Regions from separate parts of the Mus musculus genome. Here region 2 is linked to region 1. The links are chromatin contacts, called in public Hi-C maps. All regions are on one chromosome and are shown on one strand. The core of a region is the stretch at or near the end of the contact, and the rest is flanking DNA. Distances in the headings are between cores, read along the strand shown. Region 1 has its middle 190 kb from the start of Gm33153. Region 2 has its middle 79 kb from the start of Spcs3.

What was found. Hi-C and Micro-C count contacts between places; a contact is called where the count stands out from the background.
Region 2: a contact with region 1 is called in a Hi-C map of adipose-derived mesenchymal stem cells, with 1.9 times the contacts expected there. The contact joins two enhancer-like sites. A contact is called at or near these places in 2 of 484 Hi-C or Micro-C datasets (adipose-derived mesenchymal stem cells and nephron progenitors).

The regions. Positions count from the first base shown.
Region 1 is chr8:54,272,658-54,278,730 of GRCm38.p6, reverse strand. No RefSeq gene overlaps it. Among named protein-coding and RNA genes, the nearest start is that of Gm33153, 190 kb to the right of the region's middle. Within about 2 kb of position 2,985, at least 21 of the 459 cell types and tissues checked have an H3K27ac peak or open chromatin away from gene starts, as enhancers often do. A contact at or near this core is called in adipose-derived mesenchymal stem cells, where this site is marked.
Region 2 is chr8:54,447,490-54,453,562 of GRCm38.p6, reverse strand. No RefSeq gene overlaps it. Among named protein-coding and RNA genes, the nearest start is that of Spcs3, 79 kb to the left of the region's middle. Within about 2 kb of position 3,507, at least 31 of the 459 cell types and tissues checked have an H3K27ac peak or open chromatin away from gene starts, as enhancers often do. A contact at or near this core is called in adipose-derived mesenchymal stem cells, where this site is marked.

The DNA.
Region 1 (6,073 bases), core at 1,736-4,235:
TATTGACGGTGTCTTTTGCCTTGCAGAAACTTTGGAGTTTCATTAGGTCCCATTTGTCAATTCTCAATCTTACAGCACAAGCCATTGCTGTTCTATTCAGGAATTTTTCCCCTGTGCCCATATCTTCAAGGCTTTTCCCCACTTTCTCCTCTATAAGTTTCAGTGTCTCTGGTTTTATGTGAAGTTCCTTGATCCACTTAGATTTGACCTTAGTACAAGGAGATAAGTATGGATCGATTCGCATTCTTCTACACGATAACAACCAGTTGTGCCAGCATCAATTGTTGAAAATGCTGTCTTTCTTCCACTGGATGGTTTTAGCTCCCTTGTCGAAGATCAAGTGACCATAGGTGTGTGGGTTCATTTCTGGGTCTTCAATTCTATTCCATTGGTCTACTTGTCTGTCTCTATACCAGTACCATGCAGTTTTTATCACAATTGCTCTGTAGTAAAGCTTTAGGTCTGGCATGGTGATTCTGCCAGAAGTTCTTTTATCCTTGAGAAGACATTTTGCTACCCTAGGTTTTTTGTTATTCCAGACAAATTTGCAAATTGCTCCTTCCAATTCGTTGAAGAATTGAGTTGGAATTTTGATGGGGATTGCATTGAATCTGTAGATTGCTTTTGGCAAGATAGCCATTTTTACAATGTTGATCCTGCCAATCCATGAGCATGGGAGATCTTTCCATCTTCTGAGATCTTCCTTAATTTCTTTCTTCAGAGATTTGAAGTTTTTATCATACAGATCTTTCACTTCCTTAGTTAGAGTCACGCCAAGATATTTTATATTATTTGTGACTATTGAGAAGGGTGTTGTTTCCCTAATTTCTTTCTCAGCCTGTTTATTCTTTGTATAGAGAAAGGCCATTGACTTGTTTGAGTTTATTTTATATCCAGCTACTTCACCGAAGCTGTTTATCAGGTTTAGGAGTTCTCTGGTAGAATTTTTAGGGTCACTTATATATGCTATCATATCATCTGCAAAAAGTGATATTTTGACGTCCTCTTTTCCAATTTGTATTCCCTTGATCTCCTTTTGTTGTCGAATTGCTCTGGCTAATACTTCAAGTACTATGTTGAAAAGGTAGGGAGAAAGTGGGCAGCCTTGTCTAGTCCCTGATTTTAGTGGGATTGCTTCCAGCTTCTCTCCATTTACTTTGATGTTGGCTACTGGTTTGCTGTAGATTGCTTTTATCATGTTTAGGTATGGGCCTTGAATTCCTGATCTTTCCAAAACTTTTATCATGAATGGGTGTTGGATCTTGTCAAATGCTTTTTCTGCATCTAACGAGATGATCATGTGGTTTTTATCTTTGAGTTTGTTTATATAATGGATTACATTGATGGATTTTCGTATATTAAACCATCCCTGCATCCCTGGAATAAAACCTACTTGGTCAGGATGGATGATTGCTTTAGTGTGTTCTTGGATTCGGTTAGCGAGAATTTTATTGAGGATTTTTGCATCGATATTCATAAGAGAAATTGGTCTGAAGTTCTCTATCTTTGTTGGGTCTTTCTGTGGTTTAGGTATCAGAGTAATAGTGGCTTCATAAAATGAGTTGGGTAGAGTACCTTCTACTTCTCTTTTGTGAAATAGTTTGTGCAGAACTGGAATTAGATCTTCTTTGAAGGTCTGATAGAACTCTGCACTAAACCCGTCTGGTCCTGGGCTTTTTTTTGGTTGGGAGACTATTAATAACTGCTTCTATTTCTTTAGGTGATATGGGACTGTTTAGAAGGTCAACTTGATCCTGATTCAACTTTGGTACCTGGTATCTGTCCAGAAATTTGTCCATTTCGTCCAGGTTTTCCAGTTTTGTTGAGTATAGCCTTTTGTAGAAGGATCTGATGGTGTTTTGGATTTCTTCAGGATCTGTTGTTATGTCTCCCTTTTCAGTTCTGATTTTGTTAATTAGGATTTTGTCCCTGTGCCCTTTAGTGAGTCTAGCTAAGGGTTTATCTATCTTGTTGATTTTCTCAAAGAACCAACTCCTCGTTTGGTTAATTCTTTGAATAGTTCTTCTTGTTTCCACTTGGTTGATTTCACCCCTGAGTTTGATTATTTCCTGCCGTCTACTCCTCTTGGGTGAATTTGCTTCCTTTTTTCTAGGGCTTTTAGATGTGTTGTCAAGCTGCAACACATAAATGTGTTGTCATAGATGTGTTGTCAAGCTTTTAGATGTGTTGTCAAGCTGCAACACATAAAATACTGCCTCACTGCCTTCTCTCTTGAGAAGCTTAATATCAAAATGCTTCTCATTTCTCAGTAAATACTCTGTGCCTTATCACAGCATTCTCTATTAAAAAGAAAATCAATGAGCTGTTTTATTCTGCTGTATTACGTCTCATTTTTATGTAAATAAAGATAATTTCTTGATAATTTGTCCTCCGATATTAAATATTTAAATATTCATACTCACTATTTTATCTTCTCCTCTTGGACTACATTTATCTAGGCAATAACACTTGTACTCTTATGTTAAAGCATTTCTTTTTCAATTCCATTGCTTGTACTGTTCTATCCTTTTCGATGGAGATTTTACCTAAGTGTATAGTTCCTTGATTGTATATAGTCTGGTATTTCAATCAATAAAGTTGTTTTATTTTAAAAATGTTTTGTAGCAAATATCTTACATCTTCCACCAAGATTTCTTAATTTCTCCAACAACAACAACAACAACAACATATCAATATAGTTTGTATTTCTCATATTTTAGGACTATAAAATCTCTTTCCAGAAGGAGTGATTTAAATTGTTGTCTTTCTTTCGTGTCTGTAGTCCAGGAGGAGGCCTAAATATATAATCCCAGTTTGTTTCCTTGTGTGTTTAGCAGCAGAGTTTAGAAGCTTTCCTCAGGGCAGAGAGCCTTGGCTTTGAAATCCAAGAGCTAACTTTTTCCATTTCATCTCATTGCTAACAATGTTAGGCTTCTCAGGAAATCTGTGGTTTCCTCTGGGCCAGCTACCATTCTTGTCTAAGAGCTTTTTGTAGGCTGTATTAGTCATGCTCAGAAGGTGGGAGTTGCTCTGATAATATGAAGGGGCCGACTAACATGTTTGCATATTTCATATCAGTCCCAGAACAGCTGGAGTGAAATCTCTAGCCACAGTGAATATCCCTGTAGACCAAGCTGCTATCTAGCCTATAATTAGTAACACATTAGGAAAAGAGTAACATGAAGGAGAGGAAAGAACCATAGAATGGCCTCATCCAGCCTAGACTACATTCCTGGTCCTTTCTCTTTTATCTGACGCTGTTTGTCTTTCTCATGAGCAACAAACACAATAAATGAAGCCCAACAGAGGTTCTCATTATTTCTTTATTAGCACATGTTTTATAGCATCCTCCTCTGTGACTAAAACCTTTCATCTTGCAGGGAAACTCCTTAAACCTTAGGATATTAAAAGGGAGGTAAAACAAGTTGTTCTAAGGAAGTGGTTCTCAGTCTTCCTAATTCTGCAACCCTTTAATACAGTTCCTCATTTGTGATGAACTGAAACATAATATTATTTTTTTTGCTATTTCATAATTATAATTTTGCTACTTTTATGAATTGTAATGTAAATCTCCTATATGCAACCCCTGTGAAAAAGTTTTTCAGCCACTCAATGAAGTTGAGACCTGCAGGTTGAGGGGCACTATTTTAAGAGGAGGTGAAACATTCCATCCTGCAGGAAAGTTCTTAAACTTCAGAAAGTAAACTCAATGGCCTCAGGAAGTTCCAGAAATTGGCTAGACTTACCAGTCTTCTCTCTTCCCAAGAATACATAAACAGTGACTTCTGAGAGCCACTCAGAGACCAGCTGAGCTGCCAGGAAGAGGCAGATCAGCCAAAGTACACAAAGGAAGCTAACACCAGTCCAGTTGTCTGAGAGGCTCAGACCAATTTAGCCAAATGAAAAGGATAATCCCCAAGCAGTTCAACTGCCTGGAAGTAGTACTAGTATACTGTAGATTTCCAAGTTTTACGGGCTGTCACCCATGCTAGAGTGGGCTTTAGTAATATAGATTTCCTTGAGTAATTTCTGCTCCTGTGAGTAAACTCTAATCAGATTCCAGTAAGTAATATGTCAATGCACAGATTGTTATGAAAATATTTCTTACATCCAAAGAGACCAGAACTTTTGTTTGATCTTTCTGTCAAAGTTAATAATATACCTTAAGGAAGATTAAGACTCAAGAATGTAACCCTGCTATTAATAGAACAGTGTAACAACAACCTGACTTGCCTTGGAATCCCCCATGTTATCAACTTAAAAACATAAGGCACTGCATACTTATAATCTTAAGATATATGTATATATACTTCCATGCCTCACACCCATGAAGTAATTCATACATATAGGAACGTTGTTGAAATATTGCCAGAAACAGAAAAACAAGGTTGAAAGAAAGTTTATAAAATAAATATCTATCATAACTGTTGGAAGCAACAAACAGAGAATGCTTGATAGCATTTTGTTTGTTTGTTTGTTTGTTTGTTTGTTATTTGTACCAATTTGGGACAAATGGACTCAGTCAACTTTCAGTCCTTATAAAACTCTGAAAGGATTCAAGAAATATTGCCAAAAGTATAAGATGCAATAATATAAGTTATAATAGCCTTAGTCAAACATCAAGCTATAATATAATATTAGACTGTCATTATATGAGTATAAATATATATCATTTAAATAATAAAAATAACATTGAATATTATTTTCCTCACTTTTATTATTAGTTCTTCTACATTTTTGTGCAGTGTATTTTGGTCATATTCATGTCTCTGGACTAACTCCTCCAAGCACCATCCCCTCTTCCTCATGAATAAAATCCTGTTTTCTTTCTCTCTTCTTCCTCCCTTCCTCCCTTCCTCCCTCCCTCCCCATCAAGTCCAGTCTGTGCTGTTTATACATGTGTGGCCATTTATTGGAGTATTGTTGACCTATTAAAGTCCACACCATAAAGAAAAACACATCCTCTCTGTCTCCCTCTCCCTTTCCCTCTCTCTCTCCCTCTCCTCTCATTCCATCTCCTTTCCCCTCCCTCTCCCTCACCTTTTCCCTCCTTCTCTCCTTCCTCCTTGCCCTCCCCTCTCCCTCCCCTTCTTCTTCTCTCCTTTCCAACAGGTAGAGTGCCAATATCTCCTCAGCAACTGGTGGCACTTTGTGTCTACTTCTCTCTTTGTTGGGATATTTTCTAGCTTTCGCTTAATTAGTTTTTGTGCATGCTGTCAAAATTAATGCAAGTCCATAATACTGCCATGGCCTCTTTCGAAAATATGTTTCCTTCTAGTTATTCACCAAGTCCAGATTTTATATTATTTCTGTCCCTCCTTTCACAATGATCCCCGAGTCTTGGGAGAAAGGGGTATGCTATGGATAACTCATTTAGGGCTGTGTATTTTGAAGTCCTTTATCCTATGAGTCACGATCAGTTGTGGCTTTCTGTGGTAATTGCTGTCTGCACAATAAGAAACTTCTCTAGTAATGACTGAAAGATGTACAAATCTGTGGTTATAATGACTAATCATTAGTAATCAGTTTAACACTGAGCCCATTAAGCAGAGATAACAGAAAATGCTGCTGTAGATGTGAGGAAGCAAGCTTGAGATCCACTACATATACAGTCTCACAGTGAAGAGTTCTGTGTGGATCCCATAAACATTTCAAAGTACTAATCTCACAGTTTACAAAAGTCTAATAGAAAAAAATGGGAAAATTCCGAATAAGCCACATTCAACTTTCCTTCCACCGAGGTGTCATAAGGCATTTACTTCATGGCGGGAGTCATAGGCATCCTCTTGTATAAGAAAGAGTCTTGATTTCTCCATAAGGCATCAAATAATTTTCAACTGAAAATATTTGAATGGAAATATAAAAAACCTTCCAGTTAAACAAAGGGATTTTACAACAATCAAGCAAATTTATTGCAGTGCTTCCCATCGTGAAATGTTAAGAAATCTGTTTTTTCCTTTGAAATAAAATACAGTGTTATGATGTTATTACAGATCTAACTAAAAGACTTAAGGAGATTTGTAATGGTAAATGACAGGTGAGGCAACAGTAGAAAGGATCTTAAGACTAGTGC
Region 2 (6,073 bases), core at 2,258-4,757, 170 kb before region 1:
ACTCTCCTCCACAATACCTAGGAGCAGTCCTTCCCCTCCCCCCTTCCCCTTCCCCCTTTCCCCTTTCCCCTTCCTGCTCCCCCCTTTCCCTTCCCCTTTCCCTTCCCCTTTCCCTTCCCCTTTCCTCTTCCCCCTTCCCCCTTCCCCCTTCCCTTCCCTTCCCTTCCCTTCCCTTCCCTTCCCTTCCCTTTCCCTTTCCCTTTCCCCTTCCCTTCCCTTCCCTTCCCTTCCCTTCCCTTCCCTTCCCTTCCCTTCCCTTCCCTTCCCTTCCCTTCCCTTCCCTTCCCTTTCCTTTCCTTTCCTTTCCTTTCCTTTCCTTTCCTTTCCTTTCTCTTTCTTTGTATTTTCTTTATTCCCCCATCAGAAGAATAGAGCTTTTTCAGGATTAAAAAGGAAACACAGTATCTTAATTACATGGCCTATACTCCTATGAGAAAGCAGGCTGGACAGCAGTCTCACTGAAAATGACTGAGTACCATGTGATCAGAATAGATGAGCACACAGTGAGTTTCTGATATCCTTTACCTCTCAGGGTGTAGAACTAGATTAGAGTATTTGATCCATTTTTTTTCTTTTCCCTTTCATTTTATCATTTCTCTCTTTTAAATATGAAATCTTAAGAAGAATATTGGTTTCTAACAAATATTCATTCTTTCCCCTGTAATTGAGCAAGTAGTTATGGAGTAGATGTCTGATACTGTTCAAGGAGCTGGCACGTGGGATACAAAATAGGCTGAAGTAAATGTTGACAGGGTGGAGACAGGACTGAGGGTCAGGAACTCTGCCCTCTTGGACTTTTGAAACTGGATGTTTGATTAGTGTGCAGTTTGAAAGCCACTGAGGTTCTCTTTTGTCTCATAAATGATAGTACAAATCAAATAGGTATCACATACTCTATTTGATACCTTCCCAAATTAAGAAAAGAGGTGAAATAAATACCCAAAGAGTGTGATAGAGGGGGAGAGGAAGGGAAGAAAAAGGGGAAAGCAGAGAGAAAGAGAGGAGAGAAAGTAGAGGAGAGAGGACAGAGAGGAGAGAGAGAGAGAGAGGGGAGGGGAATGAGAAAAGAGAGGAGAGAAAAAAGAGGAGAGAGAGGAGAGAGAGGGGGGGGAGAGGGGAACGAGAAAAGAGAGGAAAGAGGAGAGAGGGGAGAGAGAGAAGAGAGAGAGTGGACAGATAAGAGTAGAGAGAGAGAGGACAGAGAGGAAAGAGAGAGGAAAGAAAGAGAGAGGAAAGGAGAGAGAGAGGAGACTGCTAAAAGAGGGTGGGGAAAAAGGTAGAGTTGCCATTCAGGATTCAGGATTACAGGAATACTTATATTCCACAGTTAAAATATATTAACCACTTATCCTTGCAGCCAGTCAAAGATAATTTCCATTACTTCTTTCTTTATGAAGTCTCCAAATAATGTGCCAGGTGTTTCTTTCTGCTTTAAGGGGGGAAAAAAGATAATATTTGAAATTGTATGGTGTTTAAAAGATTTATGCCCTGGTTTGGAAATTTAGCTTGGCATCTAATGGCTAGCTTGACTTTACATTGCAATAATATCTTATTTCCCACACCTGCCTTCTATAGCAGTTTCAATCAGGGATGATGAGGTGGGGGATGGTAAACATATGAATTATGAGTAATGGGGTGGAGGATGGTGTTCAGCAAAGGTCTTGTGATTCCTAAGCAACATAGAAAAGGAGAACAGCTATTACCGCAGGGTAGAACCTTGCAGGGAGTCTGGAGTCCTGCCCTGGCAACACCAGGCTCCGCAACTCTATTCTCTTTGTGGCTTTCAAAAGACTTGATCTTTCTAATGTTACACGCCGAAATCCAACTTAATAGACACTCTATTTCTGGAGAACTTTGTAGGCCGAATTATGGAAAATTCTTGTGGTTGTTGTCATGGTTTTTTTGATGAAGGAGCAAAGCTCAGAATAAATTTTTTTCTAATTTGCATAATGTTTGAATATTCAGTGACAGTGATGCCGGAACTGAATCTTCTTTATGCTATCAGGAAAAGAAGCATTCTTTTCAGCAGCTGGATGTTGTCTTGCGGGGGTGGGGGGGTGGGGGGGGGGGACTGAAGCTACTGCGGAGCTTTGCTTATGTGCTTCGCATGGGCCTGGATTACTGATGCTGAGGTTTCATGGGTGAGACAATCAAAATTAGTATTTTACAGTTGGGACAGTTGGCAGTTATTTCACCTTTGATATGATTTGAGAAGGAGTACAAAGTTTTCTTCAAATGCCTCACTTGTAGGACCCATCAAAATGGAATGATTTCTTAGAGCTAAGAGCTTAGCTGCCCTTATTTCGAGAGAAGTAGCTTGTCTGAGAAGCCTATTAGTTGCCACCACATCACCAATAGCCACTGAGTAGGAATGTGCAGGAGTGACACTAAAGAAACTATCTATGGTGGTGAGAACAATGGCAGGTTGGGATACAGAGTAGAAAAGTCTAGAACACATGGCAAATGGACTTAGAATGAGTCAGGCTTAACTCAGTTAAGTTCCTGCTTTGACAGAAGTCATTGGACATTTGTCATAGGGAAAGTCCCAAATGTTTCTCGCAAAGCATCACGCACATCAAATATTTAGCCCCAAGAGTTGAGGGAGGGAGCTCTCCTTTATAATCATCCCCCTACCTAACTTAACTTTCCTATTTGTTAAGACAATTCAACTTTCAACCGCCTACTTGGCTTCACAATAACTGTGTATGTGAACGTTCATAGAATTTTAGAAGGTAGAGGATTTGAGAGTTTCGTCTTTCTATTTCTGCCTCACACATTTCAGACAGTAACTGAGATGCATAGCAATCGAGGACTTTTCCTTCTTTAGTAATGCTAGCAGCGCCCATCATTTTCTGCTGTACGCTTGGCAAAATTTCCCCTCTAGTTTGCTGCATAAGTGCGTTCTTTAATACAATCCAGCCAACAAAAGGTAAGCACTCAGGCATTTCTGAGCAGATAATCCATGACAACTGTCCAGGTAGGATGTTTGTAGACACCGCCATACATTCTAAAATGCTAAGGCATGGATCTCTACTGAAATAGTGTTTTCTCAGGCCTGTTCTTACGTATTATGAATCTGAATTTCCAGTCTTGGAATGTTAGAGAGACTTGACAAAGTGAGAGAATGATACTACCCATACAAAGTAATTAAGCAATGTACTCTCAGGGATTCATGACTTCCAGATAACATTCAAACTGTGCTTTCCTACTATCCTGAGTTTCTGCTCACAGCCTTTTATCACAACTGTAATGGAAGCAATTGTTTGAGTTTTGTCTGATTAATATGTTGCCTGCATTTTGCCTTCATCTTCTTTTTCATGTCCCTTTAGTACAGGGTGCATGTTTGACTTGATCTGTTGGTGTCTCCTTAGGGAAGAGACATGACTCCAGATGCTCAGAGAGAGGAACAGCTGATGTCAGTTTTAAGGATTACTGAGTTTAGCATCCAGGAAGCCTTCCCAGAGGTTCTTCAGTGGAGGGAAAGTCCAAAGATTGCTTTGGCTGAATCATGCCCTCCCCTGTCTACACCACAAGATTGTAATGACACATCTTTTTATCTGGGAATCCCCAAACTGTTAGAATCAGGAAACAGCAGATGCCTCATTTCCCAGTGTGACTTGGACAGACAGTTAATACAATCTGGCTTGATCAGTTCTTATGTGTGGCCCAGATTATATTTACCACACAACCATATTCTGTTCCATGATCTTGGCATAAGGTCAGACTGGACTATCTAGCATCCCAAATGCTAGTTACTACTGTTAATTACACATTTTGATGGGAGTGCCTTACACCGAAACGTCTTACTTTCTTCAACGTTTTTCTTTATTTTTTTTTTTTTAAATCTTAGTTTTTCATTATTACTTCCAGTTTACATGGGACTAAAAAGAATTCAAAAGTGACGGTCACTTTTCTCCTCTGATCGTGTGCATATCCACTTTCATAAGTTGGGCTTTATGGGCTGGAAATGTTCTTTACAAAAGCCAAAGATAATCTCATGAAAACCCTAGTGGTGATGTGTGTAACATCCTTTTGAATTGTTGATCATGGTACTTCAGGTGATTCCAAATATGATATAGGCAACCATCCTTGGTTGTCTTTCAGAGTTTGAAGGTAAGTTCCTATTGTGGGAGACACTGCATAATTCTGACTTAACAGTTGGAAAATTTGAGCTGGATCCAACTTGAAAAAACCTCTGTCCTGTGGTCTATCATTCATAGTATCAGTATTATACAACCTGACAAGAAAGAGAAGCCATCAATAGTTCTATCCAGATGTGATGTCTATGAAGCACCTCACTGACCAATATGGCCATATTGCAATTGTGGCACACATATCTTGGCTCTAACCTATGCTGTCCAATTGTACTTACTTAAGTACACTCAACAAGAGGGAGTTAATAACTAGTCTACTGTATGTAGTCGATGAAGTCATGGATTTAGAGGAAAACCTATTACTACCACTTTACTACATCAGCATCATTCCTAACTGTATTCTAAAATTTATTCTTACACTTCCAGATAAATGTAGCTCTCACATTCATTAAAGAAACTTCTCTTTATTAGATTTGACCATCATTGAAATCCACAACTGGCCATAGCTCATATATCATCTAATTGCAGGAACCCCAGCCCAAATGGATATATCAACAACACAATTCCTGCACCTATATTTTATAGAATCTTGGGAAAGAGGACATGGAATGATTGTAAAACCTATAGGACAAGGAAGTCAGGAAGTTGGCTGTGAGGTTGTGACTTCTTGGAATGATAGGAAAGCTACACCCCTGATGCCTCAACAGCATGGCTGCTTAAGTAAGACTTAAGTCATGACAATACTAACAGGTAATGTAACATGAAAAGGGGAAATCTTTGTGGATCACAAAGATTTGATGAACTACTGAAAACGATTGATTGTTGAGCAGGGGAGAATTAGTCTCTCTTAGGGATCAGCTCCCTTCGTGACAGTTGAAAGTGGTCAGCCCTGAGAACATACACGCAAGCCACACAATGTGGCTCAGCAGGTTGCATTTATATATTTATGAGTATATGCAATAGTAATAATAATAATCAAATAATGAAGAAGAGGTCATCAATTTGAGAGTAAATGGGGTACATAAGAAGCGATAGAGGAGGGGTTAGAATAAAACAGGAGTGGGGAAGTATGCTTAGCTTTTAATTAAAGTAAAAATTGTAAATACAATATTCTTTCAAAGTAAAATGAATTTTCTTTTCTCTGAAAACAAAACAAAAAGAACATAAATTTGGGTGCATAGAGAAGGCAGTAGGTCCTGGAGGACTTTGGGGGAAAGGGTTCAATGTGATCAATATAATATAACTCAAAGAACTCATTTGTAAAAAGAAAGGGCAAAGAACAGAATTCAAAATAATGAAACAGCCAGAACTGTACTGAGGGATCAGGGTTCTATGGACACTGGGAGGGACTGGAAAGACATCATTCAGGGATAAAGAGGCTTTTATTTTATTTTATTTTATTTTATTTATTTATTTATTTATAATATTTTTTATTACATATTTTCCTCAATTACATTTCCAATGCTATCCCAAAAGTCCCCCATACCCTCCCCCCCACTTCCCTACCCACCCATTCCCATTTTTTTGGTCCTGGCGTTCCCTTGTACTAGGGCATATACAGTTTGCGTGTCCAATGGGCCTAAAGAGGCTTTTATAATGATCTCTCTGCTGCTCCTTGTACAGAAAGCAGGCAGCTTGGAGGAACATTTCTTCACTGTTTTTGGTGAACTGTGAGAAGAGTGAACACCCTTACCCAGCTGTGCTAAGAATGGAGTTTTAAGAGATCCAAGCACCAGCCTTGCCATTGAGTTGAGTTTTTTGTTGTTGTTTGTTTGTTTGTTTAAGTCTCATTCTGAAGTGATTACAGAAGCCTTGGCCACCTTGGGATATTAGATACTTTGTTCAATTGAGAAGACTCTAAGCTCTGTTTTTAAACTAACATTTAAAGTCTCGAATAGTTTTGTGAGATCCAAGGATCTTTTCTGAGGATAGACTGTCAAGTTAGACAACAAGGACAGAAATCACCCAGTGAATAATTC